Linked DNA regions of Zea mays: all the other regions are linked to region 1. The links are chromatin contacts, called in public Hi-C maps. All regions are on one chromosome and are shown on one strand. The core of a region is the stretch at or near the end of the contact, and the rest is flanking DNA. Distances in the headings are between cores, read along the strand shown. Region 1 holds the start of LOC100281817 (endochitinase A-like). Region 2 holds the start of LOC100193495 (RNA-binding CRS1 / YhbY (CRM) domain protein). Region 3 holds the start of LOC100194340.

Region 1 (4,507 bases), core at 557-3,056:
ACTCCGGAGTTATTACTGTGGATTATGTCCACACATCAAATAATCTGGCAGATCAATTCACTAAGGGTCTATCACGCAATGTGATAGAAAGTGCATCGAGGGAAATGAGTATGAGACCCATGTGAGATCTACTCTAGTGGTAACCTGCTCTATGTGATCGGAGATCCCGTGAAGTAGAGTGGAGAAACAAGCTAGGAGTAGATTGTGAGGAAAGATCCCTTCTTTAACTCATTTCTGATGCACATCTTTCCTATCTGTAAGGCAGGATGGTTTTTACCTTAATGTATTCCAAGAGTCTTATAAAGGTGAGATGTTGTCCTACAGAACATCTTCTGAGGAATACACCTATATGAGTCAGACTGCTAGTCACAGTCTATGGGATTTGGGTAATCCCTAAATACTCATGAAAGGCACTGAAGTGTGACTTATATGCTTCTAAACAGCGGGAATACCCTTCTGCAGCCTAGTATCAGCAAAGGATTTGAGTGAATCTTATTTCGCACAAAACTGTCAATTCAAGGCATAGTCCATTGTTCAGTTGTGAATAAGTGAAACTCTTATTCTAGATGGATGTTCAACTTAACAGTCTCCATCGAAACACTGGTATATCAAAGGATTGTGATTCTGATACTTCATCATTACAAACCCTAGAGTTTGGTGGGGATTGTTGGATCTTTTATGGGCTTGGCCCATTTATTGAATAAACTCTATGGTGTGTAATGGTGGAGAATACCAATAGTACCACATTGGAAGTCCAAGGGTCTTTTGCCTTGACTTATATGGTGGGATTTATTCCACTTAACTTGAGAAGTCAAGAAATGGACAAGGGCGTGCCACACGCGCGCGCGCGCGCGCCGCCGCCGCCGCCGCCGGCCGGGCCGGGCCGGGCGTGGCGTGGCGTGGCGAGGCGAGGCAGGCAGGCAGGCAGGCAGGCGAGCGGGCGTGGTGTGGTTGTGTTAATTTTTAGCACTCACTAACCGCGTCAGCCGAGTGACCCTGTCTCTTCGTCTGCCGAGTGACCCTGTCTCTTCGTCAGCCAGCCGAGTGACCCTTCTCCTTCAGCTGCCGACTTATGGCGTGACTCGGCAAGAGCTGGCCGACTCATGACATAACTCGGCTAGAGCTGGCCGACTCTTGGCGTGACTCGGCGACCTTTCTCCTTCAGCTTCCCTCTGCGAGAGGTTAAATAGAGGAGCACCCCTGTCACTCGGTACACGCGAGAAACACTTTCAGTCTCACAATCCAGCCGCCGAGTGAGGGTATTTCCATCTCGTGACTCTGCGCGCACAGAGAAGCGAGAGGGCCGGTGCCGTTCGAGACCTTGCACGGGGGATCGGCAATTAGGTTTTTGGGGAGCGTCTACGCGACTGCCCAAAACATCTCCAACATGACAAAAGAAGCTGGTCAGGGATCTGGATCATCAGAGCGCATCGGAGGGTATGATCAGTTTATTTACTTACTGTTTTACGTTCTGCAGATTACATATGTTTCATATGTTCACCTCTGTAGTTTCATATGTAGTCACGTATTTAGCTCTTCTGTTCTGTCATTTTATAATATGTTATATCTGTTTGTTTTAGTTTTACAGCCATGCTGTTTATATTGCTATCTACTTATTCTTAATTGTTCCGTAATAATTCATGAACCATGTTTATATACTTATTTTATTTACATGCTTTATGTTCCCTTGATCCATATTGGTATGGATCAATTTAAGATCACGATTTCTATGGTTAATTATTTATATGTCATCATCATAATGTTAATTTATGAAATTAAAATAATACGGAAAATGCCTATAATTCTAACACGTTCTTCGACGGCATCAGGTCCCACGCACGGGACGGGTGCGAGGGCAAGAATTTCTACACGCGGAGCGCGTTCGTGAGCGCCGCCGGCGCGTTCCCGGGCTTCGCGCACGGCGGCACGGAGGCGGATGGCAAGCGCGAGATCGCCGCCTTCTTCGCGCACGTCACGTTCGAGACCGGATGTAAAGACGCCGCTACCGCCAATTAGCTACATATACGTATAGTTCCTTCCTTGTTTGCATGATTTTCATTTGATACATCCATGTGCATGGCAACAGATTTCTGCTACATCAACCAGATCAACGGGAGGGGCCAGGCCTCGTGCGACTCAGGCGTGAAGCAGTGGCCGTGCGCGCCGGGGAAGCAGTACTACGGGCGCGGCCCGCTGCAGATCTCGTGGAACTTCAACTACGGCCCGGCGGGGCAGAGCATCGGCTTCGACGCGCTGGGGGACCCGGACAGGGTGGCGCAGGACCCCGTGATCTCGTTCAAGACGGCGCTCTGGCTCTGGATGAGCAGCGCGCACCAGGTGGTGCCGCAGGGGTTCGGCGCCACCATCAGGGCCCTCCACGGCGCCCTCGAGTGCAACGGCAACAGCCCCGCCACGGTGAACGCGCGCGTGGGCTACTACAAGGAGTACTGCAAGCAGTTCGGCGTCGGCCCGGGGAACAACCTCACCTGCTAGAGACGTGCCGGGGACCCTAGCTAAACCCTAAATACTCCAGCTCGTGGTGAAGAAATAAAAATGGGCTCATGATGCTGAAATGAAACTCGCTGCTATATGCATGGGTCCACCCGAATAACGAAGAAGACTGGCGAGAAGCTGTCGACTCTTATTTGCGAAGATCAGAATATCAATCTATTCTGTCTATACTATGTGTAAAAAAGGTTTTTTAATACCACTATACTATAAAACCCGAGTTTCTTAGGGGCTGTCGCTCGATGATCGAAACGCCGAAACTCGCGACAATTAGAGGCAAGACCAAAGCACACTGAATGCCAGGCATGAATGTGGATCTCCTAGTCCTTGGAGGATTTGTGGAAATTGGCTTGAAGGAATCTGACGCCCGACTCTGATACGAGACCAAGCTCGAGTCACCCAGCTGAAGTCAGGAGCCGAGAGACCGAAACGGTTACGAGATGGAAATTTTTTACATTTAGGACTAGTTTTAAAACTTAAATCCTCTTTAAAATTCCTAAGAATTAAGTGAAAAATAAGTTAATTTTCTTCTCAGTGCTCAGAAATTCGGAGAGGGTTTAAGTTTCTAAACTAAGCCTTATCTGATTTTAAAGTTGGGCAAGGAAATCTGGACTCGTGCAACTGCATTAGGTCGTGAAGGCAAAAGCAAAATTCGATATTTTCCCCTTCGAATCGAATTGCTGGTGTTTTGAATCAGACCGTCTGATCCATGGGCCGGGCGGCATATCCTGACCCCCCACGCGCGTGAAAGCGGCCGGGTGACCAACAATTTTATGTTCTTAGACCGTCTTCAAGGGTTACCGCTGCCGCTCCCGCACGCCACATTTAACGGCTACAGTACACACGTAAGCCGCTCAACGGATGACTCTACCAGGCACCCTACGCTGCCGTTCCCCCTAGCAAGCTTCTCTCTCCCCCTCATTCTGTCGTGTATCTCTCACCCCCTCTAACACTGTTCACGTGGGCCCACTTCCAGTTATTAGTAGATGAAAAATTGATAGGAGGTGAAAAGTAGGTATAGAAAAGGTGAAAAGTAGGTATAGAAAATGATATTTTATGGTTGTAGTGAGGTGTAGGGGAAGGATTTAGGGGGAACCGCTGTACATGGTGGAGATATAGGGGGAAGAAAACGCTGACGTGACACGTGAGTGGGATATAGAGGGCCAAATTTAGGGGTAACCGCTGAAGACAGTCTTACATCAACAACACTGTGCAAAAGCCCCTATACCAATTACCATAAATTTAGAATTTTTCCGTAATATGACAATGAGTATCCAAAACTCGATGTTTGATGGGTAAAACTTCCATTAGAGCACGGATATAGCTTAATTTTGATATATACGAGTACTTTATTAGGCACTTTACAATATCCGTTGGGCTTAGTTGGCACGAGTATGTTCTCTATTCCAAAACCCGCTGCTGATAGAAAATCCATTAACATACTATATGTGTATCCGAGTTATTAGAAATATTCCATAAAACTTAGAAGGACAAAGGATACGCCTTAAGCTCCAAAAACTTAAACGCCTTAATATTTAAATATTAAGTGTTGTGTACTGAACAATTAGATAACTATCCTAATGTTATATGTTATAGTCGAGAACTCTTTTTTGAGCTATGAGTGTTATATTTTGTGTAATTTGGTGGCATGATGCTCCTATTTAATGTTGAATGTTGTTAAACTTGTAATAAAAATATGTTGGGTTTGATAAATTTGTGACACAAAGATAACAAGTTTTAGTAGTTTTCATTGATGAGATATTAGACTTCCATATTTTGTATTTATATTTATTTTTGTGATTAAAATGATTATGTCTGCTAGAATGTTGGTGGGTATAAGTACCCGCTACCCATGATGGGTATACTTAGGTATAAGTATAGATTATTTTTATACCTATGATGGAGAGTGTGTATGGATAATTGGATAATTTTTTCTCTCACAAGTGTAGCCTTGTGTACTCATAGGATATTTAACTGTTGCCATCGTATACATGCTACT
Region 2 (4,507 bases), core at 928-3,427, 230 kb after region 1:
GAAATTGAAGCAACATGTTTCCCTGCATTTTGTCCTTGATGCTCTCCAGCTAACTTCATCTGTGCATGAAGATCTTCAAGCTCCTGCTCAAGTCTGGGAATGTACCGCCTAAGAGCTCTGAGCTTTTCCATATATTTGGATTTATCCAGTGCCTAGTTGAAAAATTCTAAAACAATAAATATGGTGAACAGAAGAATTTTTAGAGAGGAAAAAGGATGACTATTTCTCTATGCTTTAGTCTATTATTAATTTACACCTCAAAACACCCTTGCCTCTACCTAGGTAAATTGGCTGGATACGTTTCCGATTATTTAACACAACAACATTAATAGAAAACTTGTTGAAATAAATCACACAAATTTAGGAAAGCCCTACCGTGTCTCAAATCACTTCAACTCCTTGGAACTGTCCAATTACTAGTGTTCTATTAATGTTTTATACCCAACTACAGCATACATCCTATGGTAAAGATGTAGATATATGTTTTCCTTGCTCTATGATGCCAGAAGACATACCTTTTTTCTAGAGAGGGAAACTTTTGGAGACATGATCTCTGGTGGTGGCTGTGCATAGTTTTTCCCTCTGTACATAATAATTGTGTTCCCATCTTGAATGTCAAGCACAATCCCACCACTTAGTGTGGCTAACTCGATGGCAATTTCCTTGACCTCCTCTGGTGTAAATGTCTTCACAATTACCTGGAGAGTTTGATGCTTTTTCCAATGCAAGTGCATGTTCAAGATCACTCCCTGGTAAATTCCACGTCTTCCAACAGGCACATAATTTTTACATTTTTGGCCCATCTTGAGGAAATAGAAGTGCTCTTCAGGTGTAAGCACCTCGGGATCATGTGTAGGTTCTGATGGATCCTCTGGTTCAATTTTCTTCAGTGCCACAACAAGCCGCTCTTCCTTCTTTCGAGCCTTTATGGAAAATCCAAGAAAACATAAAACACGTTCAGGATAGAGCGATTACACACAAGAGAAGCAGTTTCTTGCTCGAGTGAAGGTTCACTAAATGCCAAATGGCGAATAGGAACATTGCAGATCAAGCTACCTCGCATGAACGCAAGCGAACTTGAATTCTTTGTTTTAAAGAACAACTGTTATCATATCAAAATCTGAAGGAATGCAACTTACTAGCTTCAGTTTGTACAAAATCTTCTCCTCTGCAGTCATTCTTTGAAACTCCTTTTTCTTTTTCCATCTCAAGGATTTCAAAAAATTTGTCACTGCCCTCCTTCCTTTCAGCTTTGTCCTCTTGGGTTTTAGTTCACTAGAACCATCAACCGGTACAGGCACTCCTGGATTCTGTTGTTGAGGCTCTGCAGTAGCCTGATTTCCGCTATTGACTGATGGACTCGTATGGATACAATGGCAGGCTTGAATGCTACAACTCTGCAACAACCTGAAGAACCTAGCATCTCGGTTGAAAACCTTGTGGAAAGTATAACTATAACAGAATCAGAACGTGCAAAAAAAAAAAACTGCAGACGTGCTTCAATAATGAACTGGTGCACCGCTGAGGATCAGAATGCGCTCGTCGGTATGGGTGCGCAGAGACAGATAAACTATAGACCACAAACGTAGAAACGTGGCTGAAAGCAATAAACTGTGTTCGAAGGTTCCCCTCCGGCATTTCAGCAAACACTTGATGCCCACACTATGCCCCGTGGAGGCTTTTACCGTTTTATCACAGACCAACGGCACAGGAGCGACCGAAAGCAAAGTCTAGGCATGAGGTCACAAAATCTGCATCGACCACTTAATAGTAGTAATGAGGGGGAGGGGGAGGAGGATCAGTGGGTTTTGTCTGACTCTTACGATGGTGAGCTGCGCAGACGCGCGAGCAGCTCCAGCGTCCCATGGGAAGACGCCGAGTCCCCACCGTGAGACGGCGGGCAAAGCGAGCGAGGCCGTGGCGCCTGCCGCTGCCACCACCTCGTGTGCCGACGGAGCACGAAGAGACGGCTGGCCATCACCGGGCAGCAGGGCGCACGCAGGTAGGAAGCGCGAGAGAGCGTGATGGAGAAACCACACCGGCGCCCAGGGCCGAAGCGCGCGGGAGCTACGCCGACGGCGGGGAGGCGGGAGCACCGCCGCCGACGCCGACGCCGACCGCGTGGTGGGGGTTCCTGCGCTGCGCGGCGCGACCGTGCGGGTGGGGCATTGCGTCGCGTTGCGGCGCGAGAATTCTGCTGGAGCGCAGCGGGGAAGCTATACTATAGCTGCGTGATCGGGACGAGACGGCGCCACGGGCTCTCGGCCGTGTGGGCCGTGTAAAAAAAAGCATAGATGCGGGCCGTGTCTGGCTTGGCCTAGCCTAGCCTAGCCTAGCAGCCCAGGCCAGTGTGGATCGGAACGCTCCGCGTGGGCTTCCTCCGGCAGAGGCTTCAACTGTGGCGGTGGCCTGAGGAGTGAGGAGGACTGCCTGGCCCTGACTCTGTTTCCGTTTCTTGTTGATTTAGAAAGGTGGGAAAAAAGTTTACCAGTGTCGAGGAGTTATGGGAGAAATTGACTGACGGATACAGGTGATTAGAATCATTACCGAATAGCTCGAGGCCACCTTCTCTGCGTGCTAGTTTGAGAGGCACAAAATCGAAATTTTTTTAAAGGGGTTAGAATCTCCTTAGGGCTTGTTCGGTTGTCCAGGATTGGACCTAAATTTATTCCACCTTATGAAATCTTATATAAAATAGGTAAACAATCCAGACAGTAATAGTTCCAGGCCATCATTCCTGAGGAAGCGAACAGCCCCTTATCCAAAATATCGGTCTTCTTATTCAAAATACCCATCGGTTTTGTGCTCCACGAACTAGTCCTGAGTGATCCAGCCCTTGAGCACCCTGAAGGTAGTCAATGAAAGAGGAGAGGGGCATCACGCGCTTGGTCAATCCGACACCGTCGGGTTTCTATGACTAATTTTCAGTCACTCCATTTTGTTCCATTTTAGTTTACAATTTACTAAATACGGAAACCAACATTTTAATTTCTGTATTTTTTTATAATTTAGACACAGAAATAGAATAAAATAAAAAGCCTAGAAATTAATCCGTAGAAACCAAACGTCTCCTAAGCAAAGACGATTGATCCAATCAAGGCACCTGCAAATGCCTGCATGTTGACAAATGGATAAGCAAGGCGATACCCAGCCCAGTCCACCCCAAGACATTCGGTAAAGGCACCGAGGACCTTTGAACAGGGTAGGGGGAGTTGAAGCCTTCTCGTGGCGTGGCGTGGTCATACACCTGAAATGGTCTCATGGAGTTGAAATGTAAAGGTCCTTGTCAACCAGCCTTGACTCAGAGGGTACACTAGTGGTCACGGCGCTGACCAATCAGGCAGTACCAGAGCGGGGATGGAAAGATGGATTCGTCGCGTCTCTCGCATCACTGACCAATCCAACAGTAACTGAAACAAAAAACGCGGGAGGGAAGCCTTTATGCCCGGTCGAGCATGTCCAACGGCCGCCGCTCCATCATCAGAAGCTTGACGCGCGGCGCCCTAGTTCAGACGGTGCAGAGCTCGGTCGGTCGGGTCGTCGTCACGTCTCCATGATCCCAGGACTGCCTAGTGGCGAAGGTCGAGCGACCGCGAGCTGCACGGCCGGCACACGCTGGACTGCTGGAGCGTCGCGCGGACCGTGGCGTGGGCATGTGACTATGCGAGCGGGGGAGCTAACCGCCTCACATGGCCACATGGGGGCATGGAGGTTGGTTTCGCGCGGCCATGGCCGGCTTGCGGTCCCCGTACTACTGTCGGTGTGGCCGTGTGGGTGCTTGGCAATTGGCATCGGCCAGTGCCACGAGCCCGTGGATGGGTGCGCGCGCTGGATCGCAGCAGATCCCAGTGATTACACCGTATATATGGCCCCAAGGACAAAGACAAAACGAGCTTCTTCGAGGGGAAACTGGAGAGGCCAAATCCCTTGCTCGTCGTGACGCATCGCGCACATCACAAGTCGTGGCGTTTTCCCTCGAGCTATTATTACGCGTCACTCTTCCGAACGCAGTAGCGTGCTAACAGGTGGTAACGGCAACATTCTGACGACATGTTCGGAATCCAGGAAATGGGCCATGCACGCAATCTGCAGACTACAGGAGATGCTGCCATGTGATAGAAGAAATAAAGCCCTGACCTGAATAAAACAGGGGAAACCTTGTCCCCGAGGCCCGAGCAAACCTTAAGGGCTAATTTGGTGATTAGGGATCCCTAGGGGATCCATGGGGAGGAATCCCCTCGCAATTCAATTTTAAATAGCAAGAGGATTTCTTCCCCTCGGGATCCCCGGTCACCAAATCAGCCCTAAGGGCAGGGCAACAACCAGTACATACAACAGTTAATTAGCAAGCCCATGAATTCTAACGAAACCAAAGCAACAGAACGAAGACGGAACAACGCGGTTACGTGACGTGAGCTCCCCCCTCGCTCCAAGCAAGCAATATCTATCTACAGGTTCTTTCTAGCACACGAAATCAAGCACGCAGATGCAGAAAAAGGTGCCCGGC
Region 3 (4,507 bases), core at 747-3,246, 170 kb after region 1:
AGATTCCTCGCGAGTGGGATAAAGATAAGCAAGGCAAAACACCGTGGTATTCAAGTGGGTCTTTGGACCGCTTGAGAGGGGTTGATTGCAACCCTCGTCCGTTGGGACGCCACAACGTGGAGTAGGCAAGTTTTGTACTTGGCCGAACCACGGGATAAATCACCGTGTCTCCTCTGTGTTGAATTCTCTGTGATTGTTGTATTGTGCAAGATGTCCTCTTTAGCCACTTGGCAATTATTGTGCTAACCCTTAACAAGTTTTTTTTGTGGCTATAAGTTAAGTTATTACAGGATCACCTATTCACCCCCCCTCTAGGTGCTCTCATCATCTTCTGAGGTAATGGAGATCAACCGTCGGACAAATGTTCCATATGTAATATGGGACAACAAACCCTGAATTGATATTCTAGGGTCGTTTATGTCGCAACTAATCTCCTCACAAGCTCGAGCCAAAAGCTGGTCAAAAGATGGTCTTTCAACGAACAACATGGTCACGATCTTCATACCATCAAAAGTAACACTCCCATAAGCATCTATCTCCACCCTTCCTCCATGGTATAGTGTTACTAGGCTGTCCATCTATTGCAAAAATGGATTACTAACTCAATAATGGCTATATACTTAAGCCTACTAACTTACTAAGTAATAAATATATATTAACTAATAACTATACAGTAAATATTAAATGAACACATCAAACGAAATTACATAATCTATAAATAATGTACGAAAACTATGTATACCTGAGAACGCGTACGAGTCCAGCTAACGGTGGAGAAGGTCAAGTCGGACGAACACCTACGTAAAAAAAACCAATTGTCAGTAAAAAATTTGGCAGCACCTCCCCTGTAAAGTGATGTTTATAGAACCTGCGAATAAACGACAACACGATGGTTGCCAACACAGAAAACATGTAATATCAATGCGCTAAACAAAATGGTAACTATATAATCACTAAGAATTTACTAAACACTATCAATATACTACGCAACAAACTAGCTAACTATTTTAATAAACACTAACAACGAAATATCTAACTATTTACTAAACAATAAATAAGTGGATACCTAACTAATTACTACTAGTTTACAAACTAAGAAATTAAAAAAATACTGGTCGGCAGTGGGGGCGGGAGCTACCGGGGCCGGAGCGGGCGGTGGCCGATCGTTGGCCGGACTCCGGGCGGCGGGGACTGGTCGGCAGTGGACTGCGGGCGAGCTCGGGGCGGCAGTGGACTGCGTGGGGCGGGCGGCGGCGAGCCGGGCCGGAGCTGGAGCGGGGCGGGCGGCCGGCGGCAGGGACTCGGGGCGGGCGGGCGGCGGCAGTGACTCCGGGCGAGCTCGGGCGGAGCTCGAGCGGGGATCGCGGCGGCGAGCTGGAGCTGGGCCGGGCGGGCGGGCGGCGGCGAGCCGGAGCTGGGGCAGGCGGCGGCGATTTGTGGACGGCGGCGGCGATTTCGTAAACGGCGGCGGCGTGATTTGGAATGAGCAGAGAAGAGAAGAAACGCGCAGAGAGAAGGCAGTTTGCGGGTTTTTCCTAGCTCGGCGCCAAGATCTGTAGCGCCGAGCTAGGTGCCACGCAGGACTGCCACGTCACGAAGCTCGGCGCCATAGGCTATGGCGCCGAGCTGTGTTACCTCGGCGCCACAGCCTGTGGCGCCGAGCTTCGGGTCCAAACGTGCAAATAAAATTTCTGGGGGTCCAAACGTAAATTTTTGACTCGAAAGGGGCTAAAAAACAAAAAATTCGGGCACTGCCGCGGCGAGTTTAGCGCGGTGGAGACGAATAGGAGGGCGTGAGCGGTGGCAGCGAGATTAGCGGGGGTGGGGAGGGTGGAGCCATGATGAGGGTGTGGACGCCCTCCTTACCCTCTTAAGAAATAGTAGAGATATAAACGGACGGTCAGGGCCGGACCTCTTCCCTGATCCCACCATCGTCCATCCTTAAAACCCTGCTTGCCTAAAGCCTCGTCTCTTCCTTCAATTCTTCCCCAACGCAGGCTCTTCCCCCGCACAGCAGCATCTTTCTTCTCCTCTTCGCGGCGCGTCCTCCGGGTTAAGGAAAAAAAAGCGGGGAAAAGGGAGAAGAATCGCACGTCCCGCCGCCGCCCGCTCTGCTAGTGCTAGCTGCTGCTGGTTTGGTCGTTTCCCGGCCGCCGCGCCGGTGACGCAGATCGACAGCTCCTGCCCATCTCAGAGTCCATCGCCGCTGATCCTGCCTGTGCCTGGTAAGACCTTACCCGTTTCACTTTTTTTCTTCTTCTTCTTTTCCTTGGACTGGTATTGGCGTATTATATTGCTGCTATGCCTATGCATGCATGCTCGATCGTGTTCTTGCGTCGTCCTTTCCGCACAGCTGGCTCCCCCGGGGGAGGGGGTGGCTACCGGTATGGGCCTACGTCGGCGGCGACCGGTTTTAATAATTAGACGTGCGATTACTGCTAATTAACGCAACTTATTCTCGCCTCCCGATAATCAATGGATGTGCTGCTAACGACGTCGCGAGGAGGGTAGGATCGACGAGCGTATTCAAGGCGGCCTCCCACTTTGGTTTAAAGGCTGCTACTGCGGAAAAAAATTTGGTGCAGCTCTGCTGCAAATCATATTGTTTACAGCCCCTCACAAAAAGGCAGATAGACTCCACCTGCAGGTCCACCAGATAACGTTGTAGTTATGTTATTGCTACTGCAGGTGGGATCTATCATCATTTTTTGTGAGGAGCTGTAAACCAGACTGTTTGCAGTAGTGCTGCACCAAATTTTTTTCCGCTGCTGGCACGCGTGATCGGCAAAATATATAATAACGTACGGTGTCTCTTGTCTGATGATCGGAACTGCAAAACAACCTAGCTAGTGCTACAGCTACTACTAGACAAATTCGTCAGTCAATCATGAACGGTTTCCCTGCTGCTAGCGCCACAGTGCGCAGTCAATACAATAGGCCTGCCTGCTCTCTCTCTCTCTCAATCAGAATGAATGACGCCCAAATGGAAGAACGCTAGTGCAGTTGCAGCAGCACCGCCGTCGCTAGCTAGAGCCTGCCTGACGTCCAACAGCTGGCGCCTGCCTGTCGTACGTACGTCTTCCGCATGTCGCTAGCTACAACTGATCATTTACGAGCCGAAATACGTGACGGCGCCATCATATCAGCCCCTGTAATCAAGGAGCGAGATGATGTAGACCCGTACGATTAATTTCGCGCTGCAAACGGCGGTAGCTTTTCGTTCATGCTCAGACATGATTATGCTTTACGATAGCTCTGAAACCCGTCAGCTCCTAATGTCCTACAGGCATGTAACGCTGACGCTGGTGGATAAGGATTACCACGTACCTTAGTTTATTTGCTCTGACCAGTGATATGTCCTCTAGCTTGCTGCGATTGTTTTTTAAGCACACAACAGCTGGAAACGAAGACAAGATCTCCGAACTGGACCGCAAGCTGTCAGCTTGGAACTCCCTTGTCTTTTCCAGCGCCAGCCAACCATTTTTCTTTATGCTACCAAAGAGAAACCTTCAGATAAGGTCCAAATGGCAGCACTGTATTTTGAAACCAAACAAAGTCTCCAATTAAAAGATGAGCAGTGTACATCATATATATATATATATATATATATATATATATATATATATATATATATATATATATATATATATATATATATATATATATATATATATATATATATATATATATATATATATATAACTGCAGACAAGGTCGCTGGCCTTCACTGGAGTGAGGGGAGAGAGGGGGCCAGCGGTAGCTAGCAGGACAGTTCTGATGCGCAGAATCTCCTAGTGCGGCTGCCACCTTCCCTGCACGGCTGCACTCGCGTCCAAAGGTACGGTGGTGAAGCCACAGATCCTTTTTCATTTCGTGTGCATACTGATGATTTAAACCATTAGTTTTCCACAAGTACTGTAAGTTCCTCCTGTTCAGGAAAAAAAAAAAGGTTGCTAAAGTCACTGAAATCCTTGACCTCGTCTCGTCGCGTCGATCTTTTTTTTTTTAAAAAAAAATATTCGTGTTATTAGTATAGTACCAAGTACTTTAACGCTGTCACACTAGCTAGCTCGCACAAGACCGGGCTTTTGGATGCATGGAGCGCGACGACAGCAGCGATTTTCCCATGAAACCGACGTCTGAACCAACGGGCTACAGGCTGTAGTAAAAGTCAGCTTTTACCCTACCAAGCAGGAGGAGGCTGAGGCTCCTCTCTTCTGCGGTCTGCCTCTGCCCTTACCGCTACGCTTTCCTCCCGGATTCCAGCAGCGAAACACGCGCGGGGCAAGGACGGAGCTGGTAAGCCGATCGAGCCGGCGAGGGTGGACAAGATGATGATGGCCGAGGTGGTGGCCAACCACAGCAAAAGGAGCCACACCGACGGCTACTTCAGTGCCAAAGCCGCCGTCGCCGCCGCCGCCGCCGCGAGCCCGCCAGAGGAGTTGGGAAGCATGCCCATGTCCTCGAAGAAGCCGAGGCCGAGGAATAGCAACAGCCCGAGAACCGC

The links. Hi-C and Micro-C count contacts between places; a contact is called where the count stands out from the background.
Region 2: a contact with region 1 is called in a Hi-C map of ear, with 2.8 times the contacts expected there. The contact joins the promoter of LOC100193495 here to the promoter of LOC100281817 in region 1. A contact is called at or near these places in 3 of 25 Hi-C or Micro-C datasets (bundle sheath, ear and leaf).
Region 3: a Hi-C map of tassel shows a contact between it and region 1, with 2.2 times the contacts expected there. The contact joins the promoter of LOC100194340 here to the promoter of LOC100281817 in region 1. A contact is called at or near these places in 3 of 25 Hi-C or Micro-C datasets (ear, leaf and tassel).

What each region holds. Positions count from the first base shown.
Region 1 is chr2:35,092,768-35,097,274 of Zm-B73-REFERENCE-NAM-5.0, forward strand. LOC100281817 (endochitinase A-like) reads left to right here and starts at 1,807. Exons shown (of 2, transcript XM_020547713.2): 1 at 1,807-1,990; 2 at 2,087-2,629. The coding sequence starts at 1,807. The coding sequence ends at 2,493.
Region 2 is chr2:35,327,353-35,331,859 of Zm-B73-REFERENCE-NAM-5.0, forward strand. LOC100193495 (RNA-binding CRS1 / YhbY (CRM) domain protein) reads right to left here and starts at 2,178. Exons shown (of 4, transcript NM_001138609.1): 1 at 1,824-2,178; 2 at 1,140-1,452; 3 at 516-923; 4 at 1-152. The coding sequence starts at 1,978. LOC100280813 (calmodulin) reads right to left here. Exons shown (of 1, transcript NM_001153733.2): 1 at 4,088-4,507.
Region 3 is chr2:35,260,272-35,264,778 of Zm-B73-REFERENCE-NAM-5.0, forward strand. It overlaps LOC100194340, which reads left to right and starts at 1,997. Exons shown (of 6, transcript NM_001139376.2): 1 at 1,997-2,225; 2 at 4,270-4,507. The coding sequence starts at 4,332.